Linked DNA regions of Mus musculus: region 1 is linked to region 2. Evidence: chromatin contacts called from public HiChIP or PLAC-seq data. All regions are on one chromosome and are shown on one strand. Each heading gives the region's core, a stretch centred on a gene start, on an enhancer-like site or on the middle of the called end of the contact. The rest is flanking DNA. Distances are from core to core; before and after follow the strand shown. Region 1 overlaps Inpp5d (inositol polyphosphate-5-phosphatase D). Region 2 has its middle 18 kb from the start of Eif4e2.

Region 1 (4,467 bases), core at 654-3,153, 440 kb before region 2:
AAGATTTGGTCTGGAGAGCTAAATATTTTATTTATTTACTTATTTATTTGTGTGTGTGTGTGTGTGGTGTGTGTGTGTGTGTGTGTGTGTGTGTGTGGTGTGGATGTATGTGTGTGCACATGCAGGTAGGGGTTTGAGGTTGACATTAGGTGCCTTTCTCCATCACACTTTATGTTATGGAGGTAGGGTTTCTTGATGAACCCAGAGCTGGCCAGTTCAGCTAGTCTGTCCAGCCCAGATCACTTCTGAGATTCTAAGTCTCCAGGGATTCCCTGTCTTTGCTTCCAGCAAGCATGCTAGTATCATAGGCAAGCCACCATGTCCAGCCAGCCTTTATATTGGGGATCTGAACCCTGGTCCTTAGGCTTGTGCAGCTAGAATTTTGCCCACTGAGCCATCCCCCCAGCCTCCTGGAAAGCACATTGAAAACATGCAACAATGAATAACACTAAATGTTACTCATTAGCAGTATATAGTATATATATATATACACACACACATATATACACATATGTATAATAATGATAAAGAATACAAGATAAGAATTTGAGTGGGTAGAGGGGATTTGGGAGGAGTTGGGGGGGAGTATTGGCCGTGTGGTGATTTAAATACAGTAGTCACATAGGAAATTCTTTTTAAAATGATAAAGGAAGCTGGAAGTGATGGCTGATGCCTTTAAATCCCAGCACTCAGGAGGCAGAGGCAGAGAGGCAGAGAGGGGCAGAGAGAGAGGCAGAGAGGGGAAGAGAGAGGGGCAGAGAGGGGCAGAGAGGGGCAGAGAGAGGCAGAGAGAGGCAGCGAGGGGCAGAGAGAGAGAGAGAGGCAGAGAGAGAGAGAGAGAGAGGCAGAGAGAGGCAGAGAGAGAGAGAGGCAGAGAGGCAGAGAGGCAGAGGATCTCCGAGTTCCAGGACAGCCAGGACCACACAGAGAAACCCTGTCTTGGGGGTAGGGGAAAGATAAAATAAAACAATAATCCAAATTTGGGGTGCTGGGTGGGGTTCCCTGTGTTCAGATTCAGCTCTCCTGGCAGCTAAAGAGTGTCAAGCCTATTGATAGTTTCAGAACTAGTTTTTATGGATTCTCTATTTCTCTTTCTGTTATTGTCAGAAAGCCTTTAAAGCATAGTGGGGAATTTTAAGTTTGGGTTTTCATTCATATACATATATGAATATATATCCCTAAAACAAAACAAAACAAAACAAAAAACAAAACTGTCCTTGTTTTTACATATTTAACATTGTAAAGTTTTCAAAATAAGCTGCCAAGAGATCTTCCCAAATCAATGTCTAGAAGTTTGGGTTACTCTGAGATCTTTGCTATTATAAATAGTGTTCTGAACACAGTTGTTCCTATAGTCTTTCCTTTCTTATTTCCAATTATAAAACTGGGAGAGTCATGATTGAGGCTTTATTCCAACATTAACATGTCTGGTGACAGCACTGGTGGCCAGGCTGCCTGTGCTGCTGCAACATCTTGACTGTCTTCTGAACGGTCTCCCTCTGCCCCTCCCCCAGGGTCTCATGGAGCCCAGGCTAGCAGCATGCTTGCTATGTAGTTTTAGATGACCTTGAGTTTCGGATTCTTTTGCCTGCATTTGCCAATGTAAGACTCCAGGGAGTCTTAGCTTACCACGAAGTGGAGCTGTGATCAATGCAAAAAGCAAGAGGAATTTATTGTTCCAGTGTAGTGGGATTGTCCCAGACCTGAAGGAGAGGGGGTTACCCCTGGTACCCCTTCGCTAGTTTTTATACGGTTTCTAAGGGCAGAATAGAGCATCAGCAACTAGGCACAATATGATTGGCGGAACAGTGCACCCTTTAAATTGATTGGTCTTTAGGGAATGAGGTGACAAGGACTTCCCTAGTCTGGAAATGGGCAACAGTCTGTCCCCACCCGCAGGTCGGTTCCCGCCCTGTGGTCTGAGAAATGTTAATTAGCCTCTCCCTTCTGGAGGGGCAAGAGTTTCATGACCTTCCCAAAGTTCCTGAGCTGACCTTTTCACAAGTGCTAGGATTACAGGTTTGCAGAGCCACAAGTGGTCTAAAGGCATTTGGTATGAAACTCAAGGATTTGTGTATATATGCAGTGCATGCACACTACTGCTGAATTTTCTCTTTTTAATGTCCATAATAATGTCATACTCTAGGACTGAGTGGGGTCCTGAGTGGGCTTCTATGTTAACTTCTTTAATTTTTTTTTTAAAGTTTTATTTATTTATTATATGTTAAGTACACTGTAGCTGTCTTCAGACACACCAGAAGAGGGAGTCAAATCTCATTACGGATGGTTGTGAGCCACCATGTGGTTGCTGGGATTTGAACTCAGGACCTTTGGAAGAGCAGTCGGGTGCTCTTACCTGTTGAGCCATCTCGCCAGCCCCCCTATGTTAACTTCTATGCCTTTGAGTATCTTTCTGTGCTTTATTTCTCCTGTATTTCACTTTAAATAAACTGCCCATCTTGAGCTTTTTGTTAGGAATTTCGTCATTTCCATGTGCTGCTATAAAGTTTACTTATTGGTCTGCATTTTATTTATTTAATCTAGGCACTGCGCTCTTTTGCATTATTACAGTGTTTTTGTTCTAGATGGATTAGATAGCATTATAAAGTGACTTATAATTTTTTATTCTCCTATTATCCGTTCTTTAATAATTCCTTGTATAGTATGGTTAGAAATATATTAGTAGTATTTACTTGGAAGCAATTATTTGCTCATTAAAAGTTTCTTTGTGGGGCTGAAGAGATGGTTAAGAGCACTGACTGCTTTTCCAGAGGTCCTGAGTTCAATTCCCAGCAACCACATGGTGGCTCACAACCATTTGTAATGGGATCTGATGCCCTCTTTTGGGGTGTCTGAAGACAGCAACAGTGTACTCATATACATGAAATAAATAATATTTTTAAAAAAAAAGAGGAAAAAGTTTCTCTCTCTCTCTCTCTCTCTCTCTCTCTCTCTCTCTCTCTCTCTGTGTGTGTGTGTGTGTGTGTGTGTGTGTGTGTGTGTGGTGTGTGTATGCACATGTGCCTGGGTAGAGGCCAGAGGAGGAGGTCAGGCGTATGGCTCTATCCTCTGTGCCTTATTCCCTTGAGACAGGGTCTTCATTGAACTTGAAGCACGGCTTGTGGCCAGTCAGCCCCATCGATCCTCCCTTTTGTCTACTTCAGTGCTGGGATTATGGGTGAGTTTATTTAAAGCCGGGCATAGTGACGCATGCTTATAAACTAAACATTGTGGTGACTAAGGCAAGAGAAGAGTGGGGTCAAGTTGGGATGAGCTAAGTATTGAGACCCTGTCTCAAAAAGGAAGGAAGGAAATTTTAAAAATGAGGAAAAGGTGGCTGGAGGTAAAAGCCATCAGTTAAGAGCTGGCTGTTCTTGCAGAGAACGAAGTTCAACTCTGAATCCCCATGTGGAGTGGCTCCCAACAGCCTATCAATCACTCCAGCTCCAGAGAATCTGTGGTACTCTTCTGGTCTCTGTGGGTTCATGCATGCACACAGTGCACGCACATACAGATAAGGAGGCATGCGTATGTACACACAGAGAAAAATAAATTAAAACTTAGAAACAATAAAATGCAGATTTTTGCCTATTTACCTATGTAAATGAAAACCTATATAAATGATTCCGTTATTTAAACATACTTTTAAATGTTCTGTTTTATATATGTGAGTGTATGTGTGTGCACTATGTGTAAAACTTGTGTCCACAGAAGTGAGAAAAGGACACACCGGGACTGGAACTGTCCCTGTGTGTGCTAGGAACCCAACCCAGGTCCTCTGCAAGATCAGCAAATGTTCTTAACTGCTGAGTTATTTCTCCAGCCCATGCCTTCGTTAGTTTAATCAGTCACTAAATAACAGTTTTCTGTATGTTGATTCGTCTTTTGTTAGTTCTCAGAACAGGGTACAGAGGAGACCCTCAGTCAGCGCTTGCCAGACAGTATGTGAACAGATGAACTCAAGAACGCGCCTGTCCTGTTTAATCAAAGCACTTTTAACACTTGATTTATGTGGAGTGCACCTGCAGAGATGGCTGGGGAACGGAAAACAGTTTGTTCCATCTACACGCCCAGTCCCTACCTGATCTATAAAAGAAAGTGAAGAGATGTGTGCAGGCAGGTGAAGAACATTCCGGTCTCTTGAACAACCTGAGGTTCATTATTCAGCAAAGAGAGAGATGGAAGCTTTTAACACTGCCATAATGTGCCAGAGAGTCAGGCGCATCAGAGGCTGCTGTCACCATAGTGATGAGGTGAGGCAGGTACTGGGGAACTCGTTGTTGGGGGGAGCTGTGGAAGGGTCTGACAAAGCTTAGCAAGGACACAGCACAGGTCAGGACCTGTGTCCAGGCAGAAAAAAACAGCTTCTTATGAGCTGTCACAAAATGATACATGTATACTTTTAAAGAAAGGGCCCTTTGTGTGTATTTTCCCTCAGTGATAAATGATTTGCAACAACAGAACAAC
Region 2 (5,069 bases), core at 2,183-4,682:
GTGAGGTAACCCCCACCAATGTGGGGTGTGTGTGTGTGTGTGTCTTTTGGGTATAAATTAGAATGTTCCTCACAGACTCCTAAGCCCGTGCTTCAGGAGCACCTAAAGCAGCAAGGGCATAAAGCCCAGGAGGGCCACAGAGAGAGAAAATATACTGTGGTAATTATTAAGGACTATGACTTCTCCAAACAAGTCAACAGTATCCTGGAAGAATGTAGTGTCTGCTAAGGAAGTCATTTTAAGTTTCTATTGTAAAGACTTGCTGCAGGGCTGGAGGCAGGGGAGGACACCTAAGATTTCAACATAACTCAGGCAGGCCCTGAACTCACCGTGTAGCTCAGGCTGGTCTCAGACTCTTAGCAATCCTCCTGCCTCAGCTTTCTCATTGTTGAGAGTATTGGTATAAAGCACTACACCTGGACAAAACCTAATTTACAACAAAATCAGACTATAAAGAAGGGAGGGGGAGCGGGAGCTCTGTGTACGATCCCACCCCTCAGGAGGTGGAGGCAAGATCAGAATCAGAGGTTCAGGGTTATCTTAATCACACAATGAGCTCAAGCCTGTGCCACATGAACGCTGTCTCAATAAAACAAAATTGAGCTTAGTGGGCCAGTGCTTGCTGTATAAGCATAAAGACTTTGGTCTAAATTCCCAGAACATGTAAAAAGCCCAGCGGGGTGGTACAAGTCTGTGGTCGCCATAAGGGAGGCAGACACAGAACAAGCTCTGCAAGCTCTTGGACCAGCTAGCTTGGCATACACAGCGGTGAACTACAAAGAGACTCAGGGGGTTGGAAACACCATCCACTTTCAGGAACCCTGCAGCTGGTCACCCTAGATCACTGCAGCCCAGAGAGCACTCAGCCATGCATTCACCTGCTCCTGCTCCTCAGTGTCACCTCTTCTAGCTCATCTGAGGGCGGCAGGTCTCCTGGTCTGGAAAACCTTTACTTCCTTCCTAGTGTAGGCGGGCTTCTCAAGCAGCGACTACAGAGGCATATGGAGTGTGCGGTCTAGGAAGAGGCTCTCTCTGAGAAAAATACTGCTTCAATTTCAGCTAAACTTCTCCAAATTTCTCTGCTAGAGACAGACATGGGCCAGACACTCCCCTGATGAAGTACAAATACTCAGGCAGGCAGATGCTGGAGCTGGCCCCGCCTTCCCTGCTTTGGGGCCCATCTCTGTCATGTTGACCTGGTCTCTTATGAAGCCCTGAAATTCACCTGTCTGTTGACTGTTTCCCTGTAGCTGACAGCAAACAAGAGGCGTACCTCTCACCTAACCCATACAGAGGCCTACGGAACTGCCCTCTGGCCATAAAACATTGGCAGATGGCTTAAAAAAGGGAAGTATCTGAACTGAACAAGAAGATATGATACATATTTACTCTCATGACATGTTAGCATCTCAAGATATCTCAGATCTGTTGGTGCACGGAGCCAAGCGGGAACGTAGAAGCATGAGGTCTGGTGACCTTTAAGGGGTTAACCATGAGACATAGTTTGGAACTCATGGTTCCCTGAGGTGCAATGCTGGCAGAGGCAAGGCTGGAGGCAAATGGGAAGAGGGCATCCCCTTGGGGAGAGGGTTCCTATAGCTGAGAGGTATGTCATGGGGTTACAGAGAAGGTAGACAAGGCCCTACCCTGAGTGTGAGAGACAGAGGGGGAGCGTCCGATCAGCGGCCGCTGCTGTTCACCAGGCCATGAAACTCCTCCCAGGCCCTGGTAAACCAGAGACAAAAACAACAGCACATTCAGATCAAACGCTTAGAACAGAGCAGACACCATCACCCCACCTCCCACCTCGATCCCTCCATGCTGACTGGAAACAGGAGCTGAGTCAAGAGTGAGGGCCAGCAGGCTTTCTTCTTAGATGGCAGGTAGTTGTCGTTTTCAGCTTGTTTTACTTAGGAAGTCTAGCCTTCACTACTCCCTTGAGTACTTCCCAGTGCTCCTTCAACAGCAGCGAAGGCGCGGTCACTGAAGTCAGAGTCGAAGCTCAGCCATGTCCACAAATACTTCCATCTTGCTTCAGCAAGTGGCAACAGTTCTTGCCTTTGCTGCACTGGGTTTGGGAACCAGGTAGCAGAAACCATTTCTTCACCAGGCCTGAGCCTCAGGGTACAGCCAAGGATCCACCAGCATTATGTTGTCTAAAGATGCAACCCAGCAATATGTCATCTTCTCTGCTTTTACCTTTCCAAGACTCTAGCTTTTTTAAACTCAAGATGGTAAATACCTAAGATTCTACCTGCTTCTGAAAGCACCTGGGTAAGTCTTATCTTTAGATTTAAGATGTGTGGGCCCTGGCAGCTAGCATTTTCAGTTAACAGAGCTCATTACAGCTTCCATGCTGCTTACCATAAATGTGAGGAACACAACTCAGAACTACGACTAGGAAGCAGCTAGGGGTGTGAGAGCACGCACGCATGCACTCACAGCTCAGCCAGTGTCCCACAAACAGGCCTCCGTGCTGCTGTATGAAGGAGAAAATCAGATTCCTCCAGGGGTCCAGAAGCTCTCAGAACCCTAACTTCTCTCGCCTTTTTGCCCTACCCACTTTTCAGTTTGAAAGCAGTGACTCTCCTGGGCACTGTGTATCAAACTTAATGGTGGCCTAGAACTTGCTCTGTAGACCAGACTGGCCTCAAACCCACAAACATCTGCTTGCCTCTGCTTTCTTAGTGCTGGGATTAAAGGCTTACACTACAGGCCAGGCAATTACTCTCTTCTTGGCTTAAGGTAGCAACAGCACTGAGTGACAACACACCCCGCCTCTCACTACACATTTGATATTTTAGTACTAAAGTAGATTTCATTACCAGGCACTCTAGGTAGGCTTTCTTCTTCAAAGGTGGCACACACCTTTAATCTTAGTACTTGGGAAACACAGGAACATAGTGAATTCCAGGATGGCCAAGACTACACTGGGAGACCACGTCTCAAAATCAAGTAAGATTATTAATAAAGGACTAGGCAATGTACGTTATATATGCTATTCTATAGAATAGCAGCTTTTTTATTTTATTTTTTTTAATTTTCAGAAAAGCTACTATTTTATGACAAATGGCTCACAGGAAAACCTAAGACTGTTAAAGAAGTATGCCAGAACTTGTCAATTCCCGAGCTCTTTCTGGAGACACAGTGATGAGCTGTTCTCTGGCTCCTAAGGGATGCGGGAGGCGGCTTCCCTCTTTACTCTCAATGAAGACAAGTAAAAATCCAACACTTGGACAATGACCTGGGAACCTAACAGCAAGATTTAATTTCTACTTTAAGTAACTAAGAGGTCAACAAGGTCACACAGCAGGGTTGAAGTCCATCTCATTTATCCCTTTGTTTCCAGAAGGGCCAGTCCCTACTAACTCTGCCTAACAATGGTTCATTGGGTGAAGACCCGGAAGGCTGAAGAGGTTCCTCTAGTACACGACACACTAAACTGACTTCCTATTTTCTATGCTTAGACATGAAGATTCTGGGTCTGGAAATTTCCTTGCATGGATTCAGGGAAATAAAGCACGTGGCCGTGAGCAATGGTGCACCCACTCCTGTCCTCAGAGGCCAGCCAGGTGTGAATGTCTAGTCACTGTCCCTCCACTCGGCAGCCCAAGCACATCAGGTAACTTCAAAATGCTCTTCTTTTAAAGAGGAAGTTATCCTAAAAATTGCCTTATGATTTGAGTGTCTAGAAACGAACACACCAGAGATGAACAAAGCCCACTGAGAATTCTGAGGAGATTCCAGTGACAGCAAGAAAGACTCTTTAAGGTCCACTGATCCTATCTCACCAGATCTCATTTGTTTGTAATTCCCTGCTTTCTAATCTCCACCCAAAGCCTACAGGCACCAGTGCCTTGCTCTCAGCCAGCCCTCACTAGAAAGGGGTTTAGCCACCTGCTAGTCTGGGTATATATAGCACACAATGCAAGGTCAGACAGCTCTAAGTTTAAAGTGGCCCAGGACCACCAGGTTATGACTGAACTAAGGCAGTGAATGAGCTGGCCCTCATCTGTATATTAAAGTTCAATGTTGAAATACAATGATAGCTAGACCAGGTGAAGGAAGACTCCACAATTTGGCCTCTCTCTTCCCTTCTTCCTTACGCTCTGCAGAGAACTCCCATCAGCTTCTCCAGCACTGTGCTCCATTATGGGAAGAGGGTCCTTTTGCCATCCCAGGCCAGATGCAATTTTCTCACAACAGTGCTGTCTGTGTTAACTGCCTTTGTGGCAGCAGTACCCTAGTGGTCCCAGAATTCTGTCTGTGGTAGGAGTCCCCCCCCCCCCCCCCCCAAGTAGAGGATGCTGTGAGCCATTTGATGTAAGGACCCAAACCTATGAAAACTCAAATCTGCTTTATTCAGAGGAGCCACAAGCTGGGCATGAGAGCTGGCATGGTGGCTCACACCTCTAATCCCAGCAGTCTGAGGTGAAGTTGGGGGCCAGTGAGGACTACATGGCAAGTTCCAGAGCTGTGACCTGATACAAACAAGTGAATAAGCTTTATCTTTCTTAGGGACAGGTAGCAACACAAGGACCAAGCAAAGTGGCCTCTTTGTGGGGCAACAGCTACTTCTTGGTTCATCCAGGTGTGCTGTAGGAAATGGCAACAGGCAGGGTGACCAGGGAAGGCTGGAAAGACGGACAGGTGAAGAACACTAGAAACTGGGCTGAAACAGCAAGCTGGAGGAATGCTTGAGTGAAGCTCAACCACTCCTCAAACCATGCCCTTGCTTATTAGCAGCCCTGATCTCCAGAGTACTTGGGAAACCATCATTACTGCTGGCTCTTCCTCAAGTCTCAGTAGATGCTGTTCACTGGCTCAAATAAAACCCACAAGAAGCAGACCCAGGCAGGAGCATCACTGACATCTCACACATAGCTGGGATCTGAAGGGGATCTCAGCTCAGTCTGCTGCTGATACTCTCTAGCTCTGGAACGTGCCATCGAGCTTGCTGATGCAGCTACGATGCATGTGTACCTCCCAGTGAAAGATAAGGCAGAAGGCCCAAGAAAGCCAACATCTGACAGGCTTTCTGCAGTTTAGCAAATTTCTTTTCTAGACAT

Evidence for each region. HiChIP or PLAC-seq counts read pairs in DNA pulled down with a chosen protein or histone mark.
Region 1: an H3K27ac HiChIP or PLAC-seq map of embryonic stem cells shows a contact between it and region 2, with 15 read pairs. The contact joins two enhancer-like sites. A contact is called at or near these places in 2 of 484 Hi-C or Micro-C datasets (both in embryonic stem cells) and 7 of 115 datasets of contacts at active chromatin or transcription factors (all in embryonic stem cells).

Annotation. Positions count from the first base shown.
Region 1 is chr1:87,671,462-87,675,928 of GRCm38.p6, reverse strand. The region is part of intron 5 of Inpp5d (inositol polyphosphate-5-phosphatase D); the gene reads right to left. Among named protein-coding and RNA genes, the nearest start is that of Gm33470, 51 kb to the left of the region's middle. Within about 2 kb of position 1,903, at least 11 of the 459 cell types and tissues checked have an H3K27ac peak or open chromatin away from gene starts, as enhancers often do. A contact at or near this core is called in embryonic stem cells, where this site is marked.
Region 2 is chr1:87,229,059-87,234,127 of GRCm38.p6, reverse strand. It overlaps a transcript of Eif4e2 not described here. Among named protein-coding and RNA genes, the nearest start is that of Eif4e2, 18 kb to the right of the region's middle. Within about 2 kb of position 3,432, at least 9 of the 459 cell types and tissues checked have an H3K27ac peak or open chromatin away from gene starts, as enhancers often do. A contact at or near this core is called in embryonic stem cells, where this site is marked.